6 separate regions of the Mus musculus genome follow, and regions 1, 2, 3, 4 and 6 are each linked to region 5. The links are chromatin contacts, called in public HiChIP or PLAC-seq, Micro-C and promoter capture Hi-C maps. All regions are on one chromosome and are shown on one strand. Each heading gives the region's core, a stretch centred on a gene start, on an enhancer-like site or on the middle of the called end of the contact. The rest is flanking DNA. Distances are from core to core; before and after follow the strand shown.

Region 1 (3,024 bases), core at 241-2,740, 420 kb after region 5:
CAGCGGCGCCGTAGGCCACCGCCTCGTCGGGATTAATGCTCTTGTTCAGCTCCTTGCCGTTGAAGAAATCTTGCAGGAGCTTCTGGATCTTAGGGATGCGGGTTGAGCCGCCCACCAGCACTATCTCCTGGATCTGGCCCTTGTCTAGCTTGGCATCGCGCAGCGCCTTTTCCACCGGCTCCAGGGTCCCTCGGAAGAGATCGGCGTTGAGCTCCTCGAAGCGGGCGCGGGTGATGGACGTGTAGAAATCCACGCCCTCGTAGAGCGAGTCGATCTCTATGCTGGCCTGCGTGGACGAGCTCAGGGTGCGCTTAGCGCGCTCGCAGGCGGTGCGCAGCCGGCGCACAGCGCGCTTGTTGGGCCCAATGTCCTTCTTGTGTTTGCGCTTGAACTCCTCCGCCAGGTGGCTGACCATACGGTTGTCGAAGTCTTCGCCACCCAGGTGGGTATCGCCGGCCGTGGACTTCACCTCAAAGATGCCATCCTCGATGGTCAGGATGGACACATCGAAGGTGCCCCCGCCCAGGTCAAAGATGAGCACGTTCTTCTCGCCGCCCGCACAGCCCTTCTTATCCAGGCCGTAGGCGATGGCCGCTGCTGTGGGCTCATTGATGATGCGCAACACGTTGAGGCCGGTGATGGTGCCCGCATCCTTGGTGGCCTGGCGCTGCGAGTCGTTGAAATAGGCAGGAACAGTGATGACTGCGCTCTGCACCTTGCCCCCCAGGTAGGCTTCGGCGATCTCCTTCATCTTAGTGAGGACCATGGAAGAAATCTCCTCAGGGAAGAAGGTCTTCATCTCCCCTTTATATTCCACCTGCACTTTGGGCTTCCCACCTTCGCTCACCACTCGGAACGGCCAGTGCTTCATATCGGACTGCACTGTGGCGTCCTCGAACTTCCGTCCGATCAGCCGCTTGGCGTCGAAGATGGTGTTTGTGGGGTTCATGGCCACTTGGTTCTTGGCGGCGTCGCCGATGAGACGCTCGGTGTCAGTGAAGGCCACGTAGCTGGGGGTGGTGCGGTTACCCTGGTCGTTGGCGATGATCTCCACCTTGCCATGTTGGAATACCCCCACGCACGAGTAAGTGGTGCCCAGGTCGATGCCGATAGCCGGGCCGCGGGCAGACATCCTGACTGAAAAAACAGGCAAAGCAACGTTAGGACGAAAGCGTCAGGAGAGGCAAGCGCAAGCCGGGACCTGAGCCAACGGTCGCTTCTCACAACTCTCCACGAGCGCGACTAGCGTCTCCCGGAGACCTCTACGGGGCTTCTGGTTCTTATAGTCCCCTCCTCCCTGCCTGCTGGAAACTCTCAGAGCCAATCGGTCCCCGGGCCCGCCCGCTCCAACCCGTCCGGCGCTCCCACAGGCTTGCCTGGTCGGAGTGACCAGCCGGTGGTCCAACTGATATCTAGTTGGGTGAGGCGCTTGACGCCAGCCTTGGGCAGGGAGACCAAGGGGCGGCCGTTATGCAAATGAAGCCCCGCCCAGTGCCTCCAGCCGCTTTGGGGGCGTTAAGCTCGCGCCAGGGGAGCCAGTGTGAAAGCCCCCTTTCCCGTTCTCTTTGCCTTTTCTAAAGCGTGATTCGCTAACATCTTTCAGATTGGCGGGGCAGATGCCCAATGAGCAGCGCAGAATCCGAAGCGTGTGGCAGGGAGGCGCGGGGCGGGGCGCGCGGAGGCAGCACGGAAGGGGCGCTGGCCTCCGAAAGGGTTTCTGTACCGTTCGGTGTCGGGTGCCGCCACTGACTCGGCTCCCGGGGCCCGAATTCCTTCTAGGGCGGTTGCATCGAATACAGAACGGCTGGGATCGGTTCTCGCCTTCCCTGCCCCTGCTGTTCCTGTAGCGGGGACTGGGGCTGGGTGAGGGGCGGTTCCAGGGCGGGGACTGCGAAGTTGGGCGGGTACGAGTCAGTACCCCTCCCCCTTCCCAGCGCGTCTCAGAAAGTGCGCGACCGGGGAAGGATGCGGGGTGCTTACCCGGGAGGCGGGTGGCTTCCCGCGCAGCGCGAGCGGCTACGGCTCGCGAGCCGCCTCCGCCCAACTTTCTCCCTCGGCTTTCCTAGTTTATTTTCTTTCAGGCGCCCTAATGGGCGGTTTTGACTTCTTGGTGGCACTGCGTAATAAGCCAGTGTCACCCCTCTGACTCCCGTCCCCGCACGCGTGATCTTGTTAAGGAATTAGTCCTTTTGCGCGGAGTTCGGTTGAATGAGAAGAATAGGTTGGCAGCACAGACTTGTGAGAGGAAGTAGATGAAAAAGAGTCTTTGGCACTTGTTTAGCCGGAATCTGAGAATAATTTTGGAAAGTATTCTCTGGAACAAGGGGGTGGGCAGAAGCTGGCTCCTGTAAAAGGACTCCCTACAGGAAAACGGAGACCTGTAATGTAGAACGACCGCCTCGCCTTACGGATGGGAAGCTGAGGACAGTCGTCGCTGTAAAACTTTGACAGGTGCCCAATATGAGATGAAAAGAACAAGGGAAACGGGCCTAAGTCGTGTGATAAGGGGGTAAGCCAGTCCGGTGACAACAGAGGGCAGGGAGGGGCACACAGAGCCTGAGGGGAAAACATCAAAGCATCCCTGAGGAGGTGACATGCCTAACTCCTGCAAAGGAGAGTAAGAAAAGCATTCTTTATCGAGGTTGAGGTGGTGGAATGTGGGCGACGAGGAGGGCAGAAGAGTTCAGAATTGAAGATTAGAATCTGGATATGTTAAGCAACTTTTTGTGCTTTGGGGTGTTTGTTAGTTTGTTTGTTTTTGTCTTCGAAGCTCCAGGAAAGAAGCACCCCTCTGAAACTGGCCAGTAAGTCGTGTGAGACAGTGATGGAGAAGACAGTATGAGAAACATGAAAGTTTTCGTTGTCTAAAAGGTAATGTTGACAGAATTCAATAAAAAACTTTAAAAGAGCTTTTGATTAAAAAAAAAATTATCTGTGTGTGTGTATGCAATGTGGTGCAGAGGCCAGAATTAGAGACCCTAGAGCTAGAGTGACATTTGGTCCTGAGCCACCTGACACAGATGC
Region 2 (2,966 bases), core at 391-2,890, 360 kb after region 5:
GGACAGCCAGGGCTACACAGAGAAACCCTGACTCGAAAAAACCAAACCAACCAACCAACCAACCAACCAAACAAACAAAAAGCTTAGTAATAACTCTCCATTGTTTTCTGACTTCTGCCTCCAGTAACCTCATATCTCCTCTCTGTTTCTGAGATTTTGTGAGCTATGAGATGGGTCATATAAGTGAAATCACAGCACACTGTTTTTTCTGTGATTGGCATCTTCTCCTGCTGAGGCCAGACAAGTTGAACCATTTTGAGGAATGGGATCAACAGGCAGTCAACAGGATCAGGAACAGCCCCTGCTCCAGTTGTTGGGGTACCAGCATGAAGACCAAGCTGCTCACATGCAGTGTATACACAGGAGACTTGGTCCAGCCCGCGCTTGCTCTTTGGTTGGTGATTCAGGCTCTGGGAACCCACACACATCCAGGTTAGTTGACTTGGTTGGCCTTTCTGTGGAGTCCCTGTCCTCTTCGGGTCCCCAAGCTCCATCTAATATTTGACTGTGATCTTGCGCGCGCTCGACTGGCCAGGAAGAACGACGCTGCAACAGGATCCTTCTGCACACGTTTATTGGGAGAGCTTGATTGTAGAGGCGAAAAGACTTCGAGCCCAGAACTAGTGCTACTTTTATAGGCCTAGGAGGGGCGTGTCTCACACCCGGATTGGTTATGCATTAAGCCTCATTTGCATGTTCCTCATCTGATTGGCTACTCTCTCTCAGTACCTTACAGAACCTCATTATCATACCGCATTTGCATGTCTCACATCTGATTGGTTATACTCTCAGTACCTTACAGAACCTCATTATCATACCTCATTTGCATGTCTCACATCTGATTGGTTATACTCTCAGTACCTTACAGAACCTCATTATCATGCCTGGGCCAGGCAGTGTCTTTGCAAAAAACTTTACTGCATATGTACACATTGGTTGTTTGTCCAATCTTATGCGTGGTGGCCAGCAGTAGTCAGTGCCACTCAGCAACGGCACATGTGGCTTCCCACACTGTGAGTCTCTGCATCTCTTTCTATTGGCTGCTGGGTGAATCCTCTCAAAGGACAGTTAGGCTAGGTTCCTGTCTGCAAGCATAACAGAGTATCATTAATAGTGTCAGTTCTTGCCCATGGGATGGGTCTCAATTTGGGGCAGTCATGGGTTGGCCATATCCTCCATCTCTGTGATTTGTCCCTGTACATCTTGTAGGCTGGATACATTTTGAATAGAAGATTTGGTGGGTGAATTACTGTCCTCATCCCTCCACTGGGAGTCCTGCCTGGCTAGAGGAAGTGATCACTTCTGGATCCATATACCCCACTGCTAGGAGTGTCAGCTAGAGTCACCCCCATATATTCCCTGGGGCTTCCACCCACCCCAGGTCTCTGTGGTGTCCTAGAGATTGCCCACCCCCCACTTTCCCTTCTCTTTCCCCTGCTCTCCCTACATCTGATAATCTCCACCCCTGTGCCGCTCCCTCCCCATCCCTTCTCCCACCCTCTTTTGTGTTATCTCAGGTATTTGTTACAGCTCTGGGAACCAGGACTGTGACTCACAGCCTTGACTCACTCCGTCCAGCTGCTACCCCCTCAGACAAACAGAGACCTCTTTGTCTGACCTCACACCAGCTCTGCTAATCAGCCCTTGTTTCTGTGCTCCTTCCTACCACGAACCTTCCATGCTGACTGGCCTTGGGCACTCAGTGGTTTGTCTCAGCCCTCCGCCCACCCCACCCTAACCTCTGCACTCAGCTAGTCTTCCTTCAGTGCCTGTTTGCACATGCCTGGGGTCACTTGTGGGAAGTGATGAGATTTCAGGGCCTCTTGACCTGTGGAATCTAGAACTGCTTTTGAAGAGCTAAGGCCTAATGGGATTGCTTTCTTTAGTTAAATGAGCTGAAGGGGAACATCTGGAAGAACTCTGGAGGAGTGTCAGAAGTGCTCAGCCTGCCCCTACCTTTCTGAGACATCAAGAAGGAGGGAATCTCGGGCGTGGTGGCGTACACCTTTAATCTCAGCATTTGGGAGGCAGAGGCAGGCGGATTTCTGAGTTCGAGGCCAGCCTGGTCTACAGAGTGAGTTCCAGGACAGCCAGGACTACACAGAGAAACCCTGTCTCAAAAAACCAGGAAAAAAAAAAAAAAAAAAAAAAAAGAGGGAATCATCTCAATTGAGAAACTGCCCCATCAGCGTGGCTAACCTGAGAAACAATGAGACAGTGATGGGCAGTTAAAAGGTGGATGGCTCAACAGCTCCCTTCATTCTTTTCCCCTCGGCCCCTCAGTCTGCATCAGTGATGACCCTGTGTCACTGAGTATGTGGCAAATTTAATTTACCACAGTCTCCCTCCTGGGATGAGTGCTGTCCTGTTCTGCACAGGCCAAATGGGTCTGGGCTGACTATATTACAAGTGGAGTCCAGGGGTCTCCCTGGGAGCAGAGAGCAACCTCTATCCTGTGAACTCTCATGGCCTCTGGGCACCTTCATCAGCGGGCAATAGGCCTTTGCTTGCTTGCCAGCTGATGGACATTGAAGGGATCATCAGATTCATTTTCCTGATAAGGCAGGGTGGAGCTTGCACATGGGGGAGGGGTCCATGCTCGCTTTGGTCTTTGCAGATGTGCTCTTTCAGTAAGGCTGAGGCTGACTCGGAGGAATATAGAAATTACAGGGAAGGCCGTACTTTTCTAGGCCTAGGCTCCAAAGCAAGAACAGAACACCCAGCCTCACATCCATCCCCAGCTCAAGCAACGAAACAGATGAGGCAGGCGAGAGCTGTAATTAGAGGCTGAGGTGAGCAGACAGAGGCCTCCACAGAACCAGGGAAACCTCATCAGAGGAAGTTAGTCTCAAGAATAAAGGCTTCTGGGTTTGTTTTGGAACAAGAAGAGACTTGGGATTATGTCCTGGCCTCTACAACAAGAGACCTGACATTGGATTGGACCATCCAAATATTAAAGCTATAAT
Region 3 (3,065 bases), core at 182-2,681, 450 kb after region 5:
TTTTAAAAAACATGGTTGCTTTAAAACAGTCATAAGAACTACATCGATTTCCCCAGTCGACTTCAGGGTGCCTCAAACTTCGGCTCAAGAAATTCTAAGTGGTCTTGGAAAGCCTCAGAACAAGCCTATCACCCCAAAATTTAGGATTTCCTGAGGCAGGAGAATTATATCCAAGCGATCCTGGGCTACCTAGCCAGACCTTGTCTCAAAACGGGGTGGGGGTCGGGGGGAAATGCTTGGAACGCTTTGTGGATTCCAGTGTCAAAGGGGAAAATGTTGCCGCAGCGATTCATACTGTACGGAAATACAGTCTGACCAGTGGAGAATCTACATGTACCGTCACAGCGACATTCGATTTGGGAACATGATCACACACATACAAAACCCTATCCCCAGAAAACAAGGACTTTCATTAACCTGTTCTAGACCCGTCCGAGTTGGAAAATGTCTTGTCAAGCCCTCAGATCACGTGGACGAGTGGCTAAGGTGGAAAGGGAGCCTGGGAGCGGCGGCTGAGCCCAGATCCACGCCTGCACGCTTCAGCAGCAAGGACTCCAGATCGCCACCCAACTAGCTCACCGCCTCCACCAGAACTTCTACTTGTAAGCGCCCACCACTGGAGGCAAAAAGCACTTTCTTCTCGGGACTCGGGGGGCGGGGGGGAGGATCTCGTACACAGAAAACCCCCCAAACCCCCGAGACCTACCACTTTGGACCCGAACAAAAAGCGTGTGTGCTGAGGAGCGGGGGTGGGAAAGAGCGAAGCAGGAATCCGCGCGGCCCAGCCGCCTCCTCCCTCGGAGCGCGCCCAAGTCTGCGGCCTCCGGCTCCGGGACGCTCCCCTCCCACCGGCCGCCCAGCCGCAGCTGGAAGTTAGCGAAGCGCGCTCTGGGCCCGTCAATCAAGCGCGGCCTCCCGCCTCCACCTCCCCTCCCCCCACCCCCCCAGCACAAAATAAAATAAAGGGAAAAGAAGTAATTTGGGAAGTCGTCTGGAGAGGGGATTCGTCCGGAACCCGGAGAGGCCGCGCGCACCGGACTGACGGCCGGCCCCGAGCGAAGCCGCTCGGCAGACCCCCGCCACCGGCTCCTCGCCGCGCGCTTTCCACGCTCCGGCTCCCCGCACCGGTCGGCGCCGCCTCGGCCACGCACTCCGCCAGGCCCGTGGCCCAGCTTCGGCCAAAGTTGCGCAAATGGCCCCGACGACTGGCAGCTACTCACCGGGCGCGGTGGGACGCGCGGCTGCGGAGGTTTTATGGAGTTGAGGGCAGCGGAGCCGCTGGGAAGGCGGGCGGAGGCGAGGGGCTGCGGGCTGCAGTTGACGGCGCGCGGCGCTCGGCTGGGCTGCGCCGAGACACTCCGGGCTCTGCCAGGGACTGCGCTGCAACAAAGGACTTCCGCTGCCGCACAGCCGCGCCTGCCGCACCGCACTGAGCCGGCCCCGCTTACGCGGCGACTCCGGGTCTGCCCACCAGTTCGCGGCGGCGTCCGCCAGCCTTCCCCTCCCTCTCGCCCGCCCACCCACTCCGCCGCTGGCGGCTAGGGGCACCCGCGGTCGCCTGTTGGTTGCAACAAGTTTCTGCGTCGGGCCGGGGAGGCTGGCACTGCCCGCAGCGCGGGCGCCCGGGCGGCGGCGGCTGGAGCAGCACTGTCGCCCCTCTCCCCGGAGTCGGCTTGGCCCTCCTCCTGTTTGCACAGCTGGACGCCACTGGGATCCTCCCGACTCCCCCAGGGCTGGATGCCGATCGCCCTCTACCCAGATGTCAGACCCCTGTCCCGCAGGGCCCCGCAGTTGGACCCGCCCCCGCGCTCCACCCTGGACGCCTGGAGGGGGGGGTGACACTCTCGTCCCGTCCAGCCTAAAGCCTGTCCGCTCGGGGTCCTCCGTGCCCCCCGACTCCTCTTCGCGTGGGCCCGCCAGCCTCGGGCCTGAGTCACTTCCCCCGCCATGCCCCGCCCGGCCCGCCTCCCTCCCTGGCTCCCGCCGCATGTGGCTGCCTGCCCCGCGCCCTCGTCCCCCTCCCGCGCCAGACGCCGGTGCATCCTTGCCCGTCCCCACCCAGGGCCGAGGGGGCACCCGTGGTTTTTTTTTGTTTTTTGGGTTTTTTTTTTTTTTTTTTTTTTGCACACGCCGGGGAAAGTTCCCAGGTCACGCCAAGACGTGTGGGGAGCCAGTGACGCTCGAACTTGTCCCCACACTTCCGCCTCCAGTCACGACTGGGGACCGTGGCAGAGGCGCGCCCGGAGCGCGGGGCCGACCCCCGCCTTGGCCACTCGGGCGGGCAGGCAGGCGCGCGCGCACGCACGCACGCACGCAGGCAGGCACGCACACTAGCCGGGGTGCCGCTCGCTTCCCGGCAGTCCGGTCACGTGGGCCGGGCGCGGGAAGCCGCGCGAGAGCAGCCCGCCGGGTGCGTGAGCGGGCGCAGCCGCGTGGTGTGCGCCGCGCGGGAGCCCGCCCCTCCCGCACAGAGAAGCCCGCCCGCCAGTCCGCCGCCGCGGCGGAGTCTGGGTAAGCAACGCGGCCCTGCCCCTGTGGGCTGCTCCGGGCTCAGTCCCTCCCGCCGCGAGCCGCCCGGGCGGCGGCTGCAGCTGCACCCGTCGCGGGACAGATGCAAGTAGCCGGGGAGAGGGGTGCTGTTTTTGGTCCGTTGGAGATGTCAGTCAGGGCCCAAGGAGGACATTAGCAACGGCGAGCGAGTGCTGGGCGCGCGGAGCCGCCCCTGGCCGTGGGCCGCCGGGGCCTAACGCGGGCGGGATGGCGCGCGCGATTGCCGCACAGCCTTAGAGCCCATTCCCGCTGCGGGCCGGGCTCCGAGCGGGCGCAGAAGCCTCAATCCGTCTGTGTCAGCCGGGTCCTGGGCGGCCGCGTCAGGCCTCCAGGCTCTAGCAAGTGGGCGGGTGTCCAGATCGGGCTGCGCAGCCCTCACTCTCCCCTCCCCCATCCAGTTTGTGAGTACCTAGCATCTAGGGCAAGTAGCCCCCTACCCTAATAATTAATTTTTCTCTTAGCCCAGTGGTTTTTCATTTTGAATTCTGGCCCCCATCTTATATCATCGTCTCCCT
Region 4 (2,929 bases), core at 151-2,650, 500 kb after region 5:
TGTAAAACTAAACTGACACATAGCTTAGTGACAGAACATTGGCCTAACGTGCCACAAGATTCTGGGTTTGAGCCCCAGTGCCACCAAAAAAAGTAATAGTCCACAGAATGGCAAGGCTTAAGGAATGAGGACCTGGAATGACTAGCTAACAACAGCTCCGTGCATTTTAGGTGCTGAGCCCTGAGTTAGGCGCAGGGGAGCCTTTCATGCATATTCTTCACAGAGCTTTCACTTGGGTACCAGTTCCCAATTCTCTGTAGAACTGGAACCCTGAAAAACCGTTTTAAGAGCTAAGGCTTTTCTTTTGTTTTTTTAAGGGTAAGTATTGAAAGCTTCATCTTTCTACAAAGAAACATAAAATTCTAGAATGATGGGACCAGTATAACATTTGCAGTCTCTCCTCACACACCCTAGCACTAGAACTAGAACCCAGTCTTAATGGCTTCCACGTCTTCTTTCCCTGAGCCTCCAGCGCTCTAGAGATCATTCCTTCTAAGTGTGTGTATTAATAGAAGAAATATTCAAATGAGATTATATTCCGGAAAGTCTCTGAAACTAACCTAAATGGCCTAGATGGTTGCACGAGAGGTTTCTTTTAATGTACATCACTGTAGAGATCAACACCCCAACAAGTGTAGGCGAGGCAGGGAAAGGATGCAGCCTGCAGGCATTAAAACTTTGCAGAGTGTTAAGACTGCAAATGATTCACCTTTACCTTCGAGAGGACCATTATTGTCTTGGAAACCTTAAAGTCCCTGCTGTCCTTTCCTGGCAGAATCTCCTGTCCAAGACCACAGAAAACAACCACCACCCTTCTCCCCTTGAGCAACAGAGAGCAACCACTATCTGAACAGAGCAAGGAACCCTTCCCAGCACTAGACACGAACCGCGAAGCTTCCTCCTGGAGGAAGGATTCTCCAAGCTTGACGCCCCTATGGCAGGAGACAGAGCTCAGGATAAAGTGCTCAGAAAGGAAAATACCGGGGGCGTGGAATAGATAGCCCAGCTTCAAGCTATCTGCAGAACTATCATAGCCCGGAGCCGAAAATCACAGTTCCCCAGAAAACCCCTAAAGGAAAAGGGTTAGGTAGGCAGCCGGTGCCAAAGCAGCAGCTGCAACTCGTGCGAAGCGAGCGGGCGGCAGAACAGCCCAGGGTCACCCACCTGGAGCCGTCTGAGGATCGGCGACCTTGCAGTCGTGTCCCTCACAATCTGGTGACCAGGACCCGGGGTCTGCCGCCGTTACCAGGGCTCAGTGCACCAGATTCTGACCCAGAGCCTCTAGTCTTGCCTCTACTTACCCAGATCGTCGCGGTCTCTGGCCAGCTCTGCTCCCGAGGTCGAGGAGCACGGGCCCAAACAACGGAGAGCCCCGGAGACCGCGGAGCGCGCAGCCCTCTGCAGAGGGACCGCAGCCGCGCGCCCCCTCCCCAGCGCGGAGAGAGACAGCTGGTCGCGCCAATGCGCGTGGAGCAGTGGGGCGGGGCTAGGGCCGGGGGCGGGGTGAACTCAGCCAGCCACCTGCCAGCCGACTGCCCAGCGGCCTGGGAGAGACCTCCGTGCTCCCGCCCCGGACGCATCACCGCTGCATAAAGACATCAGGACCAGGGTGGAGGGACCACTAAAGCAAAGCAGGAGGACTGCAAGAGGGTAGAAACCCCTCATTTCCTGAGACGCACATCCGTAAAAACCTTGTTTGAATTTATAAGGCTCCCACCGTGAATCCCCCCTGGAACATTAAAGACAAGGTAGAAAGCATATCTACAGATAAAGATTGATGGGAAAGATGGCTCAGCGGTGAACAGCACGTATTTCTCTTCCAGGGGGTTTAAGATCGATCCCCATACACCCACATTAGGCGGCTCACAACCACCTGTAACCAGCCCTAGCTGGATCTTTTGCAAAAACAAAATTAAAAAGCAAGATTCATAACAGTACAGAGACAATAAGGGGCCGGGGGAGGATTTTATTTTATTTATTTTGTCGAGACAGGGTTTGTCTGTGTAGCCTTGCTTGTCCTGGGACTCACTCTGTAGACCAGGCTGGCCTTAAACTCACAGGGATCCACCTGTCTCTGCCTCCAGAGTACTGGGATTAAAGGCCTGTGCCACCATCCACTGGCAGACATTTTATTTGTGTAGCTCTGTACGACCGACCTGAAACTCATTGTGAACCAGCCTGGTATTGAACTCACTGAGATTCACCCACCTCCACCTCAGAAGCTGCACCTGGCTATGGAGAAAATTATATATATATGGTGAGAAACAGAAATAAACTCACTAAACAGAACCTCAACCTGGTACTGGTACAGTCCTCACTCTGGAACAGGAAGGTGTCAGCTCAGGTGGGAACCAGCACAAATATGGCTCTGTGCACACAAAGGTGTGGCCTCCCCAGCTCAGGGCCTGTGGCTTTGGGATGTTTTCAAGCTGAGACCCTGTAAGTCACACACACACTCTGACAGGCTTGTTTCACCATGTCCAAACCTCAGGCTCTGTGCACACCAGGCAAATACCCTTTGCTCCAAATGGGGCTGGAATAGTGAGCACCCTCATCTCCGTCCCCACTTGAGAGGAACAAGGTAAGCAGACCCCAAGGGATGTCCTAAAGGAAACAGTAATCCAGCCGCGGTTCTGATATGAGATGTCACATGGGCCATGTTCTGTGCTCACCTGTCAGCATGGATGTGGTACTCCAGCAGGCCTCAGCCTCCTCCAGGGCTCCTCCTAGCACAGAGCTCGAAAGCCCCAGGGACGCGGAAGAACAAGACCCTGTCCCCTTTCTTAAGTGGACCATGACCTTTGAGAGGTCAATATCAGATGTCCACTTGGGGATGGTTTTTCAAGGAATATATTTTACCTTCCTCAGACTCTCTAGTCTAGATTTACTCCAACCAGACCTGATAAGGAATAAACTCTTAAGGCACAAA
Region 5 (3,109 bases), core at 334-2,833:
GGAGTGTTCTATAACTGAGGATTTATTAAGTCAAGTACCATGCTAAACAAAGTCCTAGAACTTTCTATGTAGCACCTTATTTTTACAATCCCATAAGAAGATCGTTACCCTAAGTACCCTTATTTTGATGAGGAAAGTGAGAGGCAAGATTTCACAGCTGTTGAGCACGGTACCTGGAAGAACTCATGTGTCTCACCCAAGAGCCCCCATCATGCCTTTGAAACCCAGCAAAAACCAAATGCAGAGAAATGCACCTCTGTGTGTGTGTGTGTGTGTGTGTGTGTATACACATATATATTAATTATCACATTTATACATGCCTATCTGTGCATCGCATGCATGCCTGGCACCTGCAGAGACTAGAAGCAGATGTCGGAACCCCTAGAACTCAAGTTAAGCTGCTGTATGGGTACTGTACTGAGAACTGAACCTCTGGAAGAGCAGCCCTTGTTCCCAACCTCTGAGCAGTCTCACACCTGGGAATCTTAATGGCCAGTCTAGGATCTGTTCCTTAAATAAAAGTAGCAAACATGTTTAGGGGTTTCCCTTCATTTAGGCACATTGCTTGAAATGTAGTTCATTTCAAGACAATAAATAGGCTTATCATTTTCCTTGATCCATTTCTCCTACTGACAAATTCATTTTCCATCTAATATTTAGCTTGAACACACACGTGCACATGCACTCCCACACACTCACACAGTCGTTGCTTTTTAAAGACCCAGTAGACTAGACTTGCTCTCCCCTAATACTAGTTCTCAAGAGCAGGCAATTTTCTGAACCCCAGAGAGGATTGATTTTCCTCTCTGGTGCTAACACATTTGGCAGCAGTAAACTGGGTCTCTAGAGAGGACAATTCATTCTTGGGTACCATTTGTATACAGAAATAAATATTTGGTAATCCGAGAACCTACCCTAGCAATCTAGACCCAAAGAAAACTTTACAGGAACCTCCTCCAAATAATTTTGCAACTTGGATTTCATTTTTAATGATAATTTATCTGTCTACTCTGAAGAACTGAACAATGAATGGGTCAGCGGGTGTTTTCCCGGTTTAAGAGGTGGGAGGGCATGACATAAGTCACTGTTGTGGGGCGGCCAAATGGCAATGACAGTTAATTCCGCAACACACCGGAGTGTTGGTGAAGGGAAGGGCGGTCCAATCCAGACCCTGATGAAGGCCTTCCAACTAGGGGTGAGCCCAGGTGGACCTGCCACTCATAAGCTGGGCCAGGCCGCTGAAGGGGCAACCTAGGTAGGGTGGAGTGATCAAGATCAGGCTTTGATCGAGGAGAAGAGATGGGACCGGGAAGTCAAGGTTGGGGATCTGGGCTGGGTGGGCGCTCATTCCAACTCCGCCTCTCAGATCGTCGGCGGAAAGATGCAGACGTATCCCTTCCGAACCCTGCCCGGGTCCGGGCACCCCAGGGCTTGAGAGCAGAGCTGGGATCCCGCCCCGGGCGGCCGCGGGGACCCCGACGCTCCCCTCCCCCGCTCCCGCTGCAGCGGCGGTGCAGGGGACGGGCGGAGGGCCGGGCAGGGGCGGCAGCCGCAGCTGTCCCCTCCCACCTCCCGCCAGCGCGAGCTTCCCCGCGACGCGCTCCCGCCGCAGCCGCGCTTCCCCGCGCCAGCGAGCCAGCGAGCGAGCGGGCGAGGCCAGCGCGGGGGCCGGGCCGCTTCCTTCTCGCCACCGCGGCGTCCTGGGGCTGGCTCCAGCCGCGATGGCAGAGGCTGAGCGGGGCTGAGCCCGCAGCCGCCCGCAGCCCTCGGGCCCCCTTGAGTCCCTGCCATGGCGAAACAGTACGATGTGCTGTTCCGGCTACTGCTGATCGGGGACTCCGGGGTTGGCAAGACATGCCTGCTGTGCCGCTTCACCGACAACGAGTTCCACTCCTCGCATATCTCCACCATCGGTAAGGGGCGGTGGCCCAGGGGCGCCCTATTCTCCCCTCCCGGTGGTTGCTTCTTTATCCCCAGCCCGGAAGGGATTGTGCGCCCCTTAAGGTAGAGGCGGTGGCGCGGGAGGCCAGGGATAGGGAGTGCATACACCTAGGGGTGTGAGGTTCCTCCCCCCCCCACACACACACTGGGGCCCTGAGACTGGGTTCCTACAGGTGAGGGGTATATGCTGCCTACAGTCATGGTCTAAAGATGGGAGTTCTGCCTTCTGGCAGGGGAGCCTTCCGATCCAAGATCCAAGATGAGAAAACAGGCGGGTGTAGGCCAGAGTGCCCTGAGACAGGGCAGCGAGATTCACAGCCAGTGAAGTGATATACCCACAGCTCCAAATGAAGGGAGGAGAACGGAATCAAAATGAGGACCAGGCAGTAAGTCACTGAGGTACCCTTAGTTTTAGGGTGAGTCGGTGTGGAGCCAGGATAGGAGTGGACAGAGGCAGACTCAGTAGTGAAGGGAAAGTCACAAGGTGGGACGCCTGGAGGACAGGGATACCACAGTGCAAGAAGGAAGATACGGGTGGGCAGAGACTGTTTGAAGGACGGTGGGAAAATCGGAAATGTCCATGCAGAGCAGAGGGTCAGCAAGTAGGCAGGCCCTACATGAGACCCGGACAAAGGCCTGGTTGGTACCCTGGCAAGGCCATTGAGGGCCACTCTGAGAGTGACTCAGTGGTCTCTCCTTCATGGGCAAGGCAAGGTCCTCTCTTCCAGGACGTCTGCCTTGAGGGGATTCCACCCATATCTGACACCAGGGTACCACACTTGGTCAGCTGTGGAGGATCCTTCTCGTGGCTCCTGACAGAAACAACCTGCTGACAACCTGGTCATCCAGTAGGAATCCTCTCCTAGAAGGCCCTGCTGCCTTCGGGGAGGACTCCAGCTCTCCTTGAGAGCTTCCTCTTAAGGCTTTCTTCTTCTCCCTTCACACTCCTCCCCCAACACACACTCCTTGCCAAGAGAGAAGGTGAGGGTAGTTGCAGTCTGGAGAAACAGAGCCTTGTAGTTGAGGCAGGCATGGCCTTGACATGTATGTGACGCTGACTGAGTGCTGGAGGTCCCTCTCATTGCGCTCGTAAGGTCTCCTTGTGTGCTTTCCCCTCCTCAAGTCAGAGCCAGAACAAAACTTGTCTATATTTCTCTGGAACGCTAAG
Region 6 (2,960 bases), core at 204-2,703, 270 kb after region 5:
AGACTAACAGAAGAGCAAGTATGCCCGGGACCTGCAAGCTTTGTAAAAGGAGGTGATATTTTGACTGAGTCACAAATGAGGAGAAAGCCAGGCAAAGAAGAGATCCAAAGGGGGTCAGCAAAGCTGGATTCCCTTTAAAGGGAGAGCATCCAGGACAGCTGGAGCAGCAAGGCCTGGGAAGCAGGGCCTGGGAGCACCTGACTTGCTTTGTGAGAAAGGACAACCAGGGCAGATCTGGAGGATCAAGCAACAGAGACAGGTGGAAACAGGCCCCAGGTGATGAGATGGGAGAATATGCCCTCAAAAGGCACCACTTGAGACTCAGACTGCAGCTCAGGTGCCCACGGGGCCAAGATGTGTTTGAAAGGAAGGTAGAGACCCAGGACCTGCAGACATTCCACAGCTGATATCTAGGGAGTGAGGTAGGGAGTGAGGTGGGGGCTTGGGGGGAGTACCCCAGAGATCACTCCACAGAAAGGAGTTAAGATCTACCCCGACTCACGCACAGAGGGAAGATGCGTGACCCAAAAATCAAGGTGACTCGAAGCAATGTGTAAATTAGGTGTTTCAGGAAGGCAGGAAGAGCTGGGATGTTGTCCAGTTGCTAAAGTGCTTGCCTGAAGGAAAGATTGAGTTTGATAGCTAGTACTACATAAAAACCAGAGGTGGAAACAAAAGACTGGAGGTTCAAAGCTATTCTTAGCTACACAGGGAGTGTGTGTCCAGTTTGGGCTGTATGTGACCTTTCTAGAATGGGGTAGAGGTAGGGTTGAAAGGGACTGTAAGAGCCATCACCCAAACAGCTTAATGCAATTCCTCCTTACCTGAGGCTATTATCCAACAGGGACCACTGAGGTTCCAGTCTTAGCTGGAGGGGAATCTCCCTCTAGGAATAGGGGCTTATAGCTCTCATCTGGGCGGAGGAAGGGTCCATATGAATCTTAACATCAAAGGGATACCCCCCACCCCATCTTTTACCTTTCTTTCCCACACTTGTCAGAAGTGGGGGGTGAGGCTGCCAGCACGGTATCTCCCTCAGTCTTGGCTCCTTCCTAATTCTAAGCATGAGCCTCCAGGTACAGAAACAACCGTACAAGACACGCTCTCTCCTGGACTGATGTAGTTAAAACACCAACTTCCTCCTCCGTGGCTTCTCCACAATCCACCCCTACTTCTGCCCGGGCCTCCACCAGGACCATACGATCCTAGCCCAGAGGCTAGGGGAGTGGCTTTTCCAAGGCAGACCTTAGGGATTTGCACACAAGTGTAAATCCTCACAGACAGGCAGATCGTCAAATCCAGCGCCTCACCCTGCGGTGCCTGCCGCAGCTCTGAAAGCCACTCCACCCACAACACCTGCTCCCATCCCCCAGTCCCTCACACCCTGGCTAAGAGGCCTCAGCCAGACAGGCCTAAAGGAAACTCATCCAACCAGTTTCCAGCAGAGAGAGAGGAAACTTCTCCCTCAGCGAGGAGCACACAAAGACCAGAATTTCGACAGTTCCCTCACCTGTTACCAAACCCCAGAGGCTACAGAGTACACAGGGCACGGCAGCTCCGGTGGCAGTCCACTCCATGAAGAGGGAGGCCTTGACACACAAGAGAAAGAAGTAGTGAAGTCTGAGCAAGGATCTGCCCCCGGCTCCCTGCACCTGCCTCCTAGAGCTACACAGATGGTAGGTGCTGGCTCCACCCGGCCTGACACCCATTAGGGTATCCAGGACCCACTTGTTACCTCCCCTACCAATGGTGCCGCTTGATTTCATCTAGAACAATCAACATCACCACCCCCTGTGGATTCTGGGAAAAAGACACTGTTTTCCCATTATGCATGTGTGTATGTATGCGTGTATGGGGACAGTGTGATCACACAGGACCTTCTCTAGCCACCCATCCGTGAATGTTGAGAGAAGACCTCTGAAGTCCCCAAGCAAAGCACTCCAAAAGCCACAGAGCTGTCTGCGAGTCACATGGCCAAACCTACTGGAAGCACCCAGGCAAGGTAAATAGAAGTCACTTTTCTACACTGAACCCGGTGTGGTCCTCCATTTCTGAACCTCCAGGGGAGCCTCAAAAGCCCTGGGCCACAAGCCTGTGGCTGCTCATGTTCCCCAGAGGTTGCCAGGCGAGGTTCAGAGTCCCAGCTGCACCCCACTCAGCCACCCTTGGCCGGGTCTCAGAGGCTACCTACCGCTTTCCTCAAAAGGGCTCCCATCCCAACACAGAGAGCAGTCCCGGGAAGGTGGCCAGGGACTGGGGAGCGGCATTCTCTCCGGAGTTCGGCAGCCCAGCAGTTAACAGGCTCGGGCTGGGCAAGCAACGAACTGCCACCAACAACCTCGGGAATTAAAGCGCCCGCTGCCTCCTGCTGAAACCTCTTCAATAAACGGTCCTATTCAGAACCAGTTCCGCGTGTGGGTCACACTTGCTGCATTTCTCTCATTCCTGATTGCTGGGGGGCCTTAGCCATGAAAATGTACCTTCCCCGCAAAACTTAGAAGGCTCCGGATGGGGGAGGACCCAGGCCCCAGCCCCAGGAGGTAAGCACCTTGCAGAAGAAGACCACAAATCTCTCCAGAGATTAAGCACATGGGGTACTAAGTGCAGGAAGTCAAACACTGAAGACTCAAACAAAGCCAGATCAGTCAACAACACAACAATACTCCATTTGTGGGGCACCTCCCCCACTCAGGCCCTCGAAGCCTGAGGCTATTAACCCTTCGGTCCTCGAGGCTGCAAGTTGGAAGGTGGGACACAGGTGGACAGCAGAATTATCCCTGCTTTTCTGGTCAGGAACACTGAGGCACAAGCTGTTCCCAGATAGCAAACGAAAATCGCAGGCCACATTTTACGAGGGTGACCCAGGCACCGAGGTGACACATTCGCTATGTAATTTCACAACACCCCCCACCCCCACCCCCGACTCCGACTGGAGGCCATGTGGCTAGCGAGGTGGAAGG

Evidence for each region. Promoter capture Hi-C pulls out the DNA fragments that hold promoters and counts their contacts. Hi-C and Micro-C count contacts between places; a contact is called where the count stands out from the background. HiChIP or PLAC-seq counts read pairs in DNA pulled down with a chosen protein or histone mark. Capture Hi-C pulls out chosen DNA fragments and counts their contacts.
Region 1: a Micro-C map of embryonic stem cells shows a contact between it and region 5, with 2.3 times the contacts expected there. The contact joins the promoter of Hspa2 here to the promoter of Rab15 in region 5. A contact is called at or near these places in 12 of 39 promoter capture datasets (the 3T3-L1 cell line, the HPC-7 cell line, HPC-7-derived erythroid cells and 7 more), 1 of 15 datasets of contacts at CTCF or cohesin (the NIH/3T3 cell line), 5 of 484 Hi-C or Micro-C datasets (CD4 T cells, embryonic stem cells and regulatory T cells), 9 of 115 datasets of contacts at active chromatin or transcription factors (craniofacial prominence, embryonic stem cells, extraembryonic endoderm stem cells and 3 more) and 1 of 9 other capture datasets (embryonic stem cells).
Region 2: a contact with region 5 is called in an H3K27ac HiChIP or PLAC-seq map of extraembryonic endoderm stem cells, with 4 times the contacts expected there. The contact joins the enhancer-like site here to the promoter of Rab15 in region 5. A contact is called at or near these places in 3 of 39 promoter capture datasets (embryonic stem cells, pre-B cells and stem cell-derived epiblast-like cells), 4 of 115 datasets of contacts at active chromatin or transcription factors (embryonic limb bud, extraembryonic endoderm stem cells, fetal liver and 1 more) and 1 of 9 other capture datasets (liver).
Region 3: a contact with region 5 is called in an H3K27ac HiChIP or PLAC-seq map of embryonic stem cells, with 13 read pairs. The contact joins the promoter of Zbtb1 here to the promoter of Rab15 in region 5. A contact is called at or near these places in 7 of 39 promoter capture datasets (the HPC-7 cell line, cranial neural crest, embryonic stem cells and 3 more), 4 of 484 Hi-C or Micro-C datasets (cerebral cortex, cortical neurons and embryonic stem cells), 10 of 115 datasets of contacts at active chromatin or transcription factors (bone marrow-derived macrophages, cardiomyocytes, embryonic forebrain and 4 more) and 1 of 9 other capture datasets (embryonic stem cells).
Region 4: a contact with region 5 is called in a promoter capture Hi-C map of neural stem cells. The contact joins the promoter of Akap5 here to the promoter of Rab15 in region 5. A contact is called at or near these places in 4 of 39 promoter capture datasets (cranial neural crest, hematopoietic stem and progenitor cells, neural stem cells and 1 more) and 1 of 115 datasets of contacts at active chromatin or transcription factors (trophoblast stem cells).
Region 6: a promoter capture Hi-C map of adipose tissue shows a contact between it and region 5. The contact joins the promoter of AI463170 here to the promoter of Rab15 in region 5. A contact is called at or near these places in 3 of 39 promoter capture datasets (the C10 cell line, cranial neural crest and stem cell-derived epiblast-like cells), 2 of 484 Hi-C or Micro-C datasets (embryonic stem cells and nephron progenitors), 2 of 115 datasets of contacts at active chromatin or transcription factors (embryonic stem cells and extraembryonic endoderm stem cells) and 2 of 9 other capture datasets (adipose tissue and pancreatic islet).

Annotation. Positions count from the first base shown.
Region 1 is chr12:76,402,642-76,405,665 of GRCm38.p6, reverse strand. Hspa2 (heat shock protein 2) reads right to left here and starts at 1,490. Exons shown (of 2, transcript NM_001002012.1): 1 at 1,377-1,490; 2 at 1-1,137. The coding sequence starts at 1,132. 4930426I24Rik (RIKEN cDNA 4930426I24 gene) reads left to right here and starts at 1,672. Exons shown (of 4, transcript NR_166810.1): 1 at 1,672-2,509; 2 at 2,771-2,871.
Region 2 is chr12:76,457,890-76,460,855 of GRCm38.p6, reverse strand. No RefSeq gene overlaps it. Among named protein-coding and RNA genes, the nearest start is that of Gm10451, 15 kb to the right of the region's middle. Within about 2 kb of position 1,640, at least 122 of the 459 cell types and tissues checked have an H3K27ac peak or open chromatin away from gene starts, as enhancers often do. A contact at or near this core is called in embryonic stem cells and extraembryonic endoderm stem cells, where this site is marked.
Region 3 is chr12:76,368,886-76,371,950 of GRCm38.p6, reverse strand. Zbtb1 (zinc finger and BTB domain containing 1) reads right to left here and starts at 1,431. Exons shown (of 2, transcript NM_178744.3): 1 at 1,221-1,431. It overlaps Zbtb25 (zinc finger and BTB domain containing 25), which reads left to right and starts at 2,391. Exons shown (of 3, transcript NM_028356.2): 1 at 2,391-2,511.
Region 4 is chr12:76,323,362-76,326,290 of GRCm38.p6, reverse strand. It overlaps Akap5 (A kinase (PRKA) anchor protein 5), which reads right to left and starts at 1,400. Exons shown (of 2, transcript NM_001101471.1): 1 at 1,302-1,400.
Region 5 is chr12:76,820,998-76,824,106 of GRCm38.p6, reverse strand. Rab15 (RAB15, member RAS oncogene family) reads left to right here and starts at 1,583. Exons shown (of 7, transcript NM_134050.5): 1 at 1,583-1,913. The coding sequence starts at 1,790. Gm34988 (a long non-coding RNA gene) reads right to left here. Exons shown (of 2, transcript XR_381699.2): 2 at 2,207-3,109.
Region 6 is chr12:76,546,418-76,549,377 of GRCm38.p6, reverse strand. It overlaps AI463170 (expressed sequence AI463170), which reads left to right and starts at 1,453. Exons shown (of 3, transcript NR_046044.1): 1 at 1,453-1,676; 2 at 1,887-2,002; 3 at 2,207-2,406. All of the region lies in intron 1 of Plekhg3 (pleckstrin homology domain containing, family G (with RhoGef domain) member 3), which reads right to left.